2 separate regions of the Sus scrofa genome follow, and region 2 is linked to region 1. Evidence: chromatin contacts called from public HiChIP or PLAC-seq data. All regions are on one chromosome and are shown on one strand. Each heading gives the region's core, a stretch centred on a gene start, on an enhancer-like site or on the middle of the called end of the contact. The rest is flanking DNA. Distances are from core to core; before and after follow the strand shown.

What was found. HiChIP or PLAC-seq counts read pairs in DNA pulled down with a chosen protein or histone mark.
Region 2: a contact with region 1 is called in an H3K27ac HiChIP or PLAC-seq map of alveolar macrophages. The contact joins the enhancer-like site here to the promoter of SLC26A8 in region 1. A contact is called at or near these places in 9 of 47 Hi-C or Micro-C datasets (embryonic fibroblasts, fibroblasts, liver and 3 more) and 1 of 2 datasets of contacts at active chromatin or transcription factors (alveolar macrophages).

What each region holds. Positions count from the first base shown.
Region 1 is chr7:31,788,875-31,793,474 of Sscrofa11.1, reverse strand. It overlaps SLC26A8 (testis anion transporter 1), which reads left to right and starts at 1,855. Exons shown (of 21, transcript XM_003356617.4): 1 at 1,855-2,294; 2 at 4,526-4,600. The coding sequence starts at 1,872. It overlaps MAPK14 (mitogen-activated protein kinase 14), which reads right to left and starts at 2,077. Exons shown (of 12, transcript XM_003356615.4): 1 at 1,314-2,077. The coding sequence starts at 1,429.
Region 2 is chr7:31,827,007-31,831,606 of Sscrofa11.1, reverse strand. The region is part of intron 3 of MAPK14 (mitogen-activated protein kinase 14); the gene reads right to left. Among named protein-coding and RNA genes, the nearest start is that of SLC26A8, 38 kb to the right of the region's middle. Within about 2 kb of position 2,531, at least 1 of the 83 cell types and tissues checked has an H3K27ac peak or open chromatin away from gene starts, as enhancers often do. A contact at or near this core is called in alveolar macrophages, where this site is marked.

The sequences.
Region 1 (4,600 bases), core at 606-3,105:
ACAGGAATTATATTTAAAGATTAACGAGTCTAAAAGCCTGGAATTTGTGCCAAAACAAAAAATAATAAAAATAATCTTGTAGACCTCTTTTCAAATGATACATGCACAGGAATCACATGAATTAGCTTATGGTCAGGAGTTCTTACATTGCAGTAAATCTAAAATATAGTGTATAAGACCTGGGAAGTTAGAAAAGTTAGCGAAATAGTTCAGGTCCGGAAATGTTATGGTACCATTTAGTTTAAAACACATTCACAGCATGAATTAAGGCTGAAAAGTGTCTCTTCCTTCTTTTGCGATACATTCCATATCCTTATGAAAACCGTGGTGTACCTCAGGCTGTAAGTGTAGATAAGTTCCCTGCAAACTCTCTAAGGGACTTAAAAAGCCCAGTATTTCACAAGAATTATCACAATTTAAAAATATTTAAAATACCTCCCAATATTGTTAGTAACTTTTTGATCTTAAGGGCGTCCAACGGATCTGAATCTCACTTGCTCCAAAGGCGAAAATTGTTTTGTCCAACAATACTTAAATGAGCAGTGGTATGTGACTAATCAGTGAAGCCGCCAGCTTCTCAAGCTGCAGGGTGTTTGCAGGCACTACCACCCACCCCCAACTCTGCGAAAAGGAAATACGCTTTCAACTGAATCGGAAACACACCACTCAAGTTGGCACCGTGCTCACCGCGATAAAGTCGGTATTTTAAGCTCTGTGGATAGCTGCTAATTCAAGTGCGAATTCAAAAAGAACGCTTCTCCAAATGGGATTTCGACAAAGGTTTGCAAAAAAAGCCGGGACGGTACGTCCTTCGTCCTCAGTTTTGTTCAGATGACCGCAGTCTCCCTGGCGAGCTTTGCCCTTCTGTTCCTCCCGGCAGCTCCCGGGCTTGTCTGATCCAAGGGCAAGCTACGGCGCCCACAGTGGGCGCCCCTCGGGAGAGCCCCTCTGTTCGATGACAGCAGGGAGACCGCCAAAGAGGGCCCCCCTGTTCCTGCCCCCAGAGCAGCAACCACCCCACCCCACCCCCGACAAGGGAACGCGCAGGGTGCGAGCCAGCGCCGGGCTCCCAACACCACCGGGTACTCACTGCGGACCTCGTCCTACACACAGCTGACTACCTACGCGGGTGTGCTGAGTGAGGGGTCCCAAGGGTACAGGGAGTCCAGGACAGGGATCAAAGGGGCAGGGATGGCTTCCCCCCAGGGAAAATTCCTGCCGCTTGGTGCATTGCTGAGCCGTGGGGGCAGGCCTGGCTCTGGGGCATGAAGGGCTACCCAGCCCACCAAGGCCCCAGGCCCAGTGACACTTACCACACGGAGCCATAGGCGCCGGAGCCCACCGGGGACAGGTTCTGGTAACGCTCGGGTACCTCCCAGATTGTCTTGTTCAGCTCCTGCCGGTAGAACGTGGGCCTCTCCTGAGACATCTTCCAGCGGCGGCCGCGGGGCGAGGAGGTGGCCCTGCGGGGCCCCGCCTGCGCCCGCACCCGCTCCTCGGACCTCGGCGTCCGCCGGACCCTGCGGGGACCTAGAGCTGGCCACCCGCGCAGGTGCGGCTGCCGCGACCCTGACAACTCCCGCGCGCGCGGCCCCTGTCAGCCGCAGCAGCTGGACGCGCCTCGGCGACTGGGGCGAGCCCTGCTATGGGCAGGGGCGCGCTCCAGGGCTCAAAGCTGCGCCCACCACACTCTCCCTGCACCCGCTTCAGTCCAGGCCGACTCCGGTTTGCGCCGCGGGACTACCGCTCCAGCTGCAGCGCCCGCAGAGGTTCCAGTGGTCGCCGTTCCAGAGCCAGCGAACAGAAGCCTCCTGCCTTACTCTCGCGAGAACAGCTCCCGGGACTCTCCGCGAGCCGAGATTTTACCCAATATGGAACCTGCCTGTGGGCGGGGGTTGCTGAGGGGAGAGGACGGGAGGAGCAATTCTCGCGAGAAGAGAGCAACAGCTGGTCACCAGAGGCAGGAACTCCCGGGAACTGCTCTTCTTGAGGGCGCGAAGGCGGACCCAGGCAAGAGGTGGTCAAGCGGCGAACATTTGCCGCGTGCGCCCCACCGTGGTCGGCGGGGCAAATGCCTAGTTCCCCGGTGGAAAGCGACAGTGACTAATAGGGTGTCGGGAAAGAGCCAAAGGATCTTTGAACTACCACAGCAGCCGAGCACCCGCTTAGCGGAACCTCCAATTTCCAAGAAATATTGCATAAAAAAGAGGTTCTGGCCAGAAAGCCGTTGCAGTCTCATCTGCTCAAGGACATATGGCTTACTCTTCGGAATTCTGACGAAATCTGCCCCAAAGGTAAATATTAGCCCTGCATTAAGTTTGAGGTTTTCCACCCAAACTCTACTAGTAGTTCTCAACTTTCTATGTGCGGAGGAATCACCTTGGGAGTTTAAAAATGAAGAGTCTATGGATCCACAACGAGTTTAATTGGATAGGTCCGCGATGGGCACCAGGAATGTGCCTTTTTACAATATGCCCCAAGTAATTCAGATAAGTCCCTGGTATCTCCGTTTGAAAAGAATTTTTAACACCATTACTCTGAAGGTTTGAAACTGACTCTTACCTTGAAGAGTTTTCCAGGGAAGAGGATTGTAAACATTTAAATCGTGCCTCTCAGAGTAAGAACAGTGCAGAGTGGTCTTCTGGCAGTGTCCGGTTAGGCAAGTCAATTGACCTTTCCTAGACTTTGGTTCCAGTTTATGCAAAAGAGAATTCCTGCCCTACATTCCCTACTTAAAGCTAAACACAATAATAAATGTGAATGGGCAGAGGATTATAATCCCATAACTTCCCCTACTGTTGGCCTATTCCTATGCTAAACCTTGTTACAATAAGCAGGAGAATTGGACCCTATCTATTCTTAGTCATTTCTTTTTAGAAATAACTGGGTTCAAGCCACTAACCATGATTATTCTCTTTTGTGTTATATGCATCCTTGGAGTGCTCAGACTTTGTCTGTCTTGCCCCAACATTTAGCACAGTGCCTAGAACGTAAAAGTTCCCCCATAAATATTTGTTGAATAAATTATGAATAATGACATGGTCTCAATTTAAGAAGCAGAGCAGGATCCTCAGTTCTCCTCAAGGAAAAATAAAACTAAGCCCAAAACCAGGGTCATGAGTGATTTGTAGAAAGCTTTCTTTGGATTCAACATGGTTTGGCTCAGGTTCTCTTGCCTGTGAAGACATGTTGCTTAAAAATGTTCCAAGCTTTCTAAGAAGTAATGCGAGTTGAAGGAGGAAATGAGAGCAAAAATGCAACTGTAAAGAAATGAAGGGTGGGAGTGGGGAACCAAGGTGATGCGTGCATGGGTACAAGGGAGGAAACGTGGGGGAAGTTGGCCTTTTAAGAAACTCATGTTTATATATTATACTGTCTCTGTTTGACATTTTTATTGTTGTATTTCTAGAGTCAAGCATTTACAAGAACTTTCATATATACCCTCCTGACAACTTCCATCTACCTTATTTTTGTTTTAATCAGGTCTCAAACTTTTTTTTTTTTTTTTCTTTTTGGCTGCCCTGGAACATATGGAGTTCCCTGACCAGATCCAGCTGCAGTTGTGACTTACACCGCAGCTGCAGCAAAACGAGATCCTTTAACCCACTGTGCCACTGGGGATGGAACCTGCGTCCTGGTTCTCCAGAGACACCACCCATCCTGTTGTGCCACAGCGGGAAATCTGAGAAACTCGTATATTTATTCAACAAATTGGAATGATGAGAGTGACCAAGAGAGTAAAGTTAAGAAATTCAGTCATTCAGCAAATACATTTTGAGTGCCTACTGGGTACCAGGCACTTCCGTTGGAAAGGTATTTATTTATTGAAGCCTTTTTTTTTTTTTTTTTTTTTTTTTAGGGCCGCACCCATGGCATATGAATGTTCCCAGGCTAGGGGGTGGAATCGAGCTACAGCTGTCATCCTACACAACAGCTCATGGCACCGCCAGATCCCCAACCCACTGAGTGAGGCCAGGGTTGGAACCCACATCCTCATGGATACTAGATTTGTTTCTGCTGAGCCACAGCTGGAACTCCTGGAAAGGTACTTAAAAAGCAGACAGTTGCCTACATGGAGCTTACAGTTAACAGCAGGGCAACCAGTCAATTATTCAACACAAATTTATTGAGCACTTTATCTACCTCATTGCTTTGTGCACTAATAATACAACAGTCAATGAAAGAGAGAAAAATCCTTGCCGTTATGGGGATGAGACAAATTACAAAAACGAGAAGTAAGGCAAATAATAAATATATTAGACATTAATCCATTAATACTGTAATCCAATTAATACGGTAAACTTGCACCTGGGCCAAGCAGGACTACAAGACAGAGTGAGAGACAGTGACAGGGACTGAGCTTCAGAAGGAGATTGAAGGTCCGGGGATGTGGGGCAGAGCAGGAAACCTGGGCTTTGAGTGGCCTTCAATAGGAGGAGCCAGGCTGGTGGGTCTGAAAGGTGGCGTTGGAGACCTCGGTGACCCTCTAGCCTCCCGTCTTCCCCCGAGTCTTCTGTCCCCACAGGGTCGTCGGGAGACTTTAGTGGATGACTTGGACGTGAAGTGCGGGCCGCGAGGCCTGGCCTCCAGCAGGCCTTCA
Region 2 (4,600 bases), core at 1,282-3,781, 37 kb before region 1:
GGATGTTATGAATAACAGGTTAATATCATGAAATCAGGGCTTCCCCACAGAAAATCTGGGATAATGGTTACCATATCCGTAATACCAATTAAGACAATTTGCGAGGCTCAGGTTAAGGAAGAGGGAATCCAATTTTGTTTTCTAAGACTACTTCACAAATATATTTTATGACAATGAATAGTAAAAGGATTATCCTCTAAACTCTCAAAATTATTTTATTTATTTATTTATTTATTTATTTATTTATTTATTTTTAGGGCTGCATTGGCGGCACATGGAAGTTCCCAGACTAGGGAATAAATTGGAGCTGTAGCCCCTGGCCTGTGCCACAGCCACAGCAATGCAGGATCCAAGACGAGTCTGCCACCTACACTACAGTTCACGGCAATGCCAAATCCTTAACCCACTAAGACAGGCCAGGGATTGAACCTGCATCCTCATGGATGCTACTCAGATTCATCATGAGCCATGACAGGAATTCCTCAAAATGATTTTTAAGGGGAAAAGGTAAACAAAGGAAACATTGCTCTGGATGATTCCTACCTAAATATCTATCTTAATCCATCTTGAAATAAAACAAAAAAATCTTAACTCTCTAATGTCTGTGCTCATTCACAAAGGTTTTAAGCAGTATCACCAAAGCAAACACAGTACTTTCAATTCTAAGTTTTATGCCCAGTAACTTAAGAAATCTTATACGGCCAGAAGACCACTGATTGCACAGCCTGAGAGAGAGCATGCTTACAGTTAGAACAGTCCACCACTGTGTGATTCCCTTCAAATCCCCTCTAAATCAGAGACCACAACTATTCTATCAGTAAGACTTCCAGACGTACAGAGAGACTGTCAAGACATTATGTAAGCATGTAAGATTAATCAGTCTATACAGTAATAACTATCAAGCATTGCTGCTAGCCTCCAATTAAATCAACTGAACCACATTGTTCACGGCAGATCTGTCTTGCAGGAACTAACCTAATCACTATATGTTGTATCCACAAAGCCCAAAGACCAATCTATGGCAGTCAATTGTCAAATTCCAACTCATCACATATGAAAAGGAAACGTTTTTCAAAATAAATCTTGCAACAGTGGACAAAAGCAAGTGTCATGCAAAGTTACTGAATGCTTATGAAAGACATAGCAACTTTTAAAAGTAGTGAACAGGGGGTGGGAGGAAAATGTAGATGTGTACGTATTTTAAATAAGCCAGTCCCCAAAGGAAACATTAATAGATAGCCCCATATTAGTCTCTAGAAAGTAATTCCATTTTAGTAAAGACATGCCTATTTGTCAGGGTTCATAACATCTCAAATAATCAAATCTGATCAACAGTTGGGAAGCTACCTAGTTCCCCCATCGTTAAAAAGGAATTAAGTAGGTAGGACTTTATTAGGCTGAAGGCTGAAAAGATGATTTCATAGCCTGACAATGCAAATCTTTTCGTTTTTCTTTTTTTGGTCACACCCAGAGCACATGGAAGTTCTCGGGCCAGGGACTGAATCGGAGCTACAGCTGTGGCAGCATGAGATCCTTAACCCACTGCATCAGGCTGGGGATGGAACCTGCACCACTAGAGACAAGGTGAGATCCTTAACCCACTGCGCCACAGTGGGAACTCCTGATGATATAAATCTTGTTTTTCACTTTTCTTGTGAATACGGTCTCCCTTAAAATTAAATAAACTGGAGTTCCCATCGTGGCACAGCAGAAACGAATCCGACTAGGAACCATGAGGTTTCGGATTGGATTCCCTGGCCTTGCTCAGTGGATTAAGGATCCGGTGTTGCTATGAGCTGTGGTGTAGGTCTCAGACACGGCTTGGATCCTGGATTGCTGTGGCTCAGGTGTAGGCCGGCAGCTGTGGCTCCAATTAGACCCCTAGCCTGGGAACCTCCACATGCTGCAGGTGCGGCCCTAAAAAAAAAGGACAAAAGACAAAAAAAAAAATTAAATTAAATTAAACATACTATAAAGAGCATAAATCATTTCTCAAAGTAAAATGTACTGTACCAGAAAAAAGGCAGTACTACAAGGGTTTTCAGTACTCTAGACAGCACCCTATTTAGAGCTTCATTTATTAAGTGCTTCTTGGGTAACAATTGTCAAAACTCCTACCTTACTGCCTTTTTTCCCCCTAAAAAGCATAACACAATCAGAAAGAACCTATGTAGAAAAAATCTCTATCTACAGCTTGTTGTCTCTATACCATCATCCATATTTTATAAATCAATCATCAAAAGGGCAAAAAAATTTTCCATATTTAAACAAAGTACTTTAAAACAATCACAGGGATGGACAATTTGTAACCACACACTTCTGAAATACATCCAATGATCCTTGGGACTCACTACAGCCTATTCTGAAAACACCAGTGATTCTGTAAAAATGAAAAACGGATCATGTTATTCCTTGTCAAAAGCCTTCTCATTTCACTTAAGACAAAAATCCCTCCAGGGCAGATAAAGCCCTACGTAATCCAATACCCTGTCTCCAATCAGCTCTCTCACTTCTACTTCTCTCTTTGCTCTCACTTGGCTCTACACTAGCTTCCTTACTCCATCCAGAGAGCCCCGCCTTGCTGCAATTCCAACATAGCATGCAGTCTTCTGCCTCAGGACCTTTGCATTAGCTGTTCCTTCTGCCTGGAATGCTTTTCCCCCAGATAAGCACAAGTCCAATTCTTCTACTTCTTCAAATTTTTGCTCAAAATTCACCTTCTAAGGATAAGAGCTATCCTTACCACCCCATTTAAAATTGTATGTCTCAAAAAAAAAAAAAAAAGGAGTTCCCGTCGTGGCTCAGTGGTTAACGAATTCGACTAGGAACCATGAGGTTGTGGCTTCAATCCCTGCCCTCACTCAGTGGGTTGAGGATCCGGCATTGCCGTGAGCTGTGGTGCAGGTGGCAGACACGGCTATAGCTCCGATTGGACCCCTAGCCTGGGAACCTCCATATGCCGTGGATACAGTCCTAAAAAGACACACGCAAAAAAGATAAATAAAATAAAATTGTATCTCTCACACTCCCCATTCCCCTTCCCTGCTCTATCTTTTCCTCTTGTCCATAGCATTATTGCCTGCTAACATACTATCAGATTTCCTTTTTATATGCTCATTGTTTAATTGCTATCCATCTGTACAATGTTTAAAGAGGACGAGATTCCTTTTTGTTCTCTGTAGTATTTAAAGTACCTAAAACACTGTTGAGGAAATACTAGGCACACAATTACCAGTGAATTGAATTGAATGACCCAGGACAACTCATATAGCATTACTAGTTAAGACCAGGCAATGGCATATCTTATGAAAATACTCATGCCAAAGATCTTATCTGGTAAGCAGATCACACTATTCTAATGTAAGTGGCAAAAGCATCATTCAGCAGCCAGGTAGGCAGTTTAGCCAGCTTATTTCACCACAAACTATTCACCTCATTTGAAATAAAGACTACTGAAAGGTGCCCTCTACATTACTAGCATCAAACAAACCAGATTCAGTATTCTACCGTATGATCTACATTACAGAATAAAAACAAAAAAACTAGTCAAAAGAGAATGCACTGGGCAAGCTATCAGACAACTAGATTGCTAACCAGTCATAAACAAGACAGCGCAAGGTTATTCATTCATTCAATCATTCCATCAACAAATATTTATTGTTGAGCACTGGGAGTACAATAATGGAAAAAAAGAGACATGGATTTTTTTTTTTTGCCTCACCTATGGCATATGGATGTTCCCTGGGTAAGGATCAAATCTGAGCTGCAGTTGCAACCTATGCCACAGCTGCAGCAACATCAGATGCTTAATCGACTGCACTGGGCCAGGGATTGAATCCGCATCTCAGTAACCTGAGCTGCTGCAGAGACAATGCCAGATCCTTAACCTGATATGTCATAGCGGGAACTCCAATAGATAAAGAATTTAGATGAGAGGAAGGCATATATAAACATATAACCATAACAGAGCATGATTAGAGCTATAAGAGGGAATGTCAAGGTGCTGGAGAACACACAGGAGAGGCTCCAACCCAGACTTAGGAAGGATTTAATCAGGGAAAGATTTCTTGAGGGACTCAAACTCAAAGCTAGATCTTGAAGCTTCTTTACCTTTTTTTTACAATAGCTAATCTGAGAAAAAAGAGGGCATCTTATTGATGATGTCAGACAAAAAGGAATGTTATTTTCTTAAAGGATGTGTAATTTTCTTAGCTTTTGTATATGAGTCAGTGACGACATCTGTATGCTTTACCAACTCTCTATCCTCATTTCAGGAGACCTCTCTGATAAGGAAATAAACTGCATTTATTAGTACAGTTAACTCATTCGTCTTTCTCTGAGACTGACTGCTTCTCTTCCTTATTACCTATCTTGAGCACTTGACTTATTTTTAAAGAATAAGTCTAAACAATGAGACTGGGAATTTCTTTCAGTGATGGAGAAAAGCATTATTTCCAAATAGATAATGCCTTTTAGCTATATCAGGAAAACAACTGTCCTCCGACACCCAAAAATAAATAAATAAATAAATAAAATTAGAATTTACTAACAAGTTTTATCTAGGTACAAAAGAAAAATCAAGTTATTCTCCATTCCACAC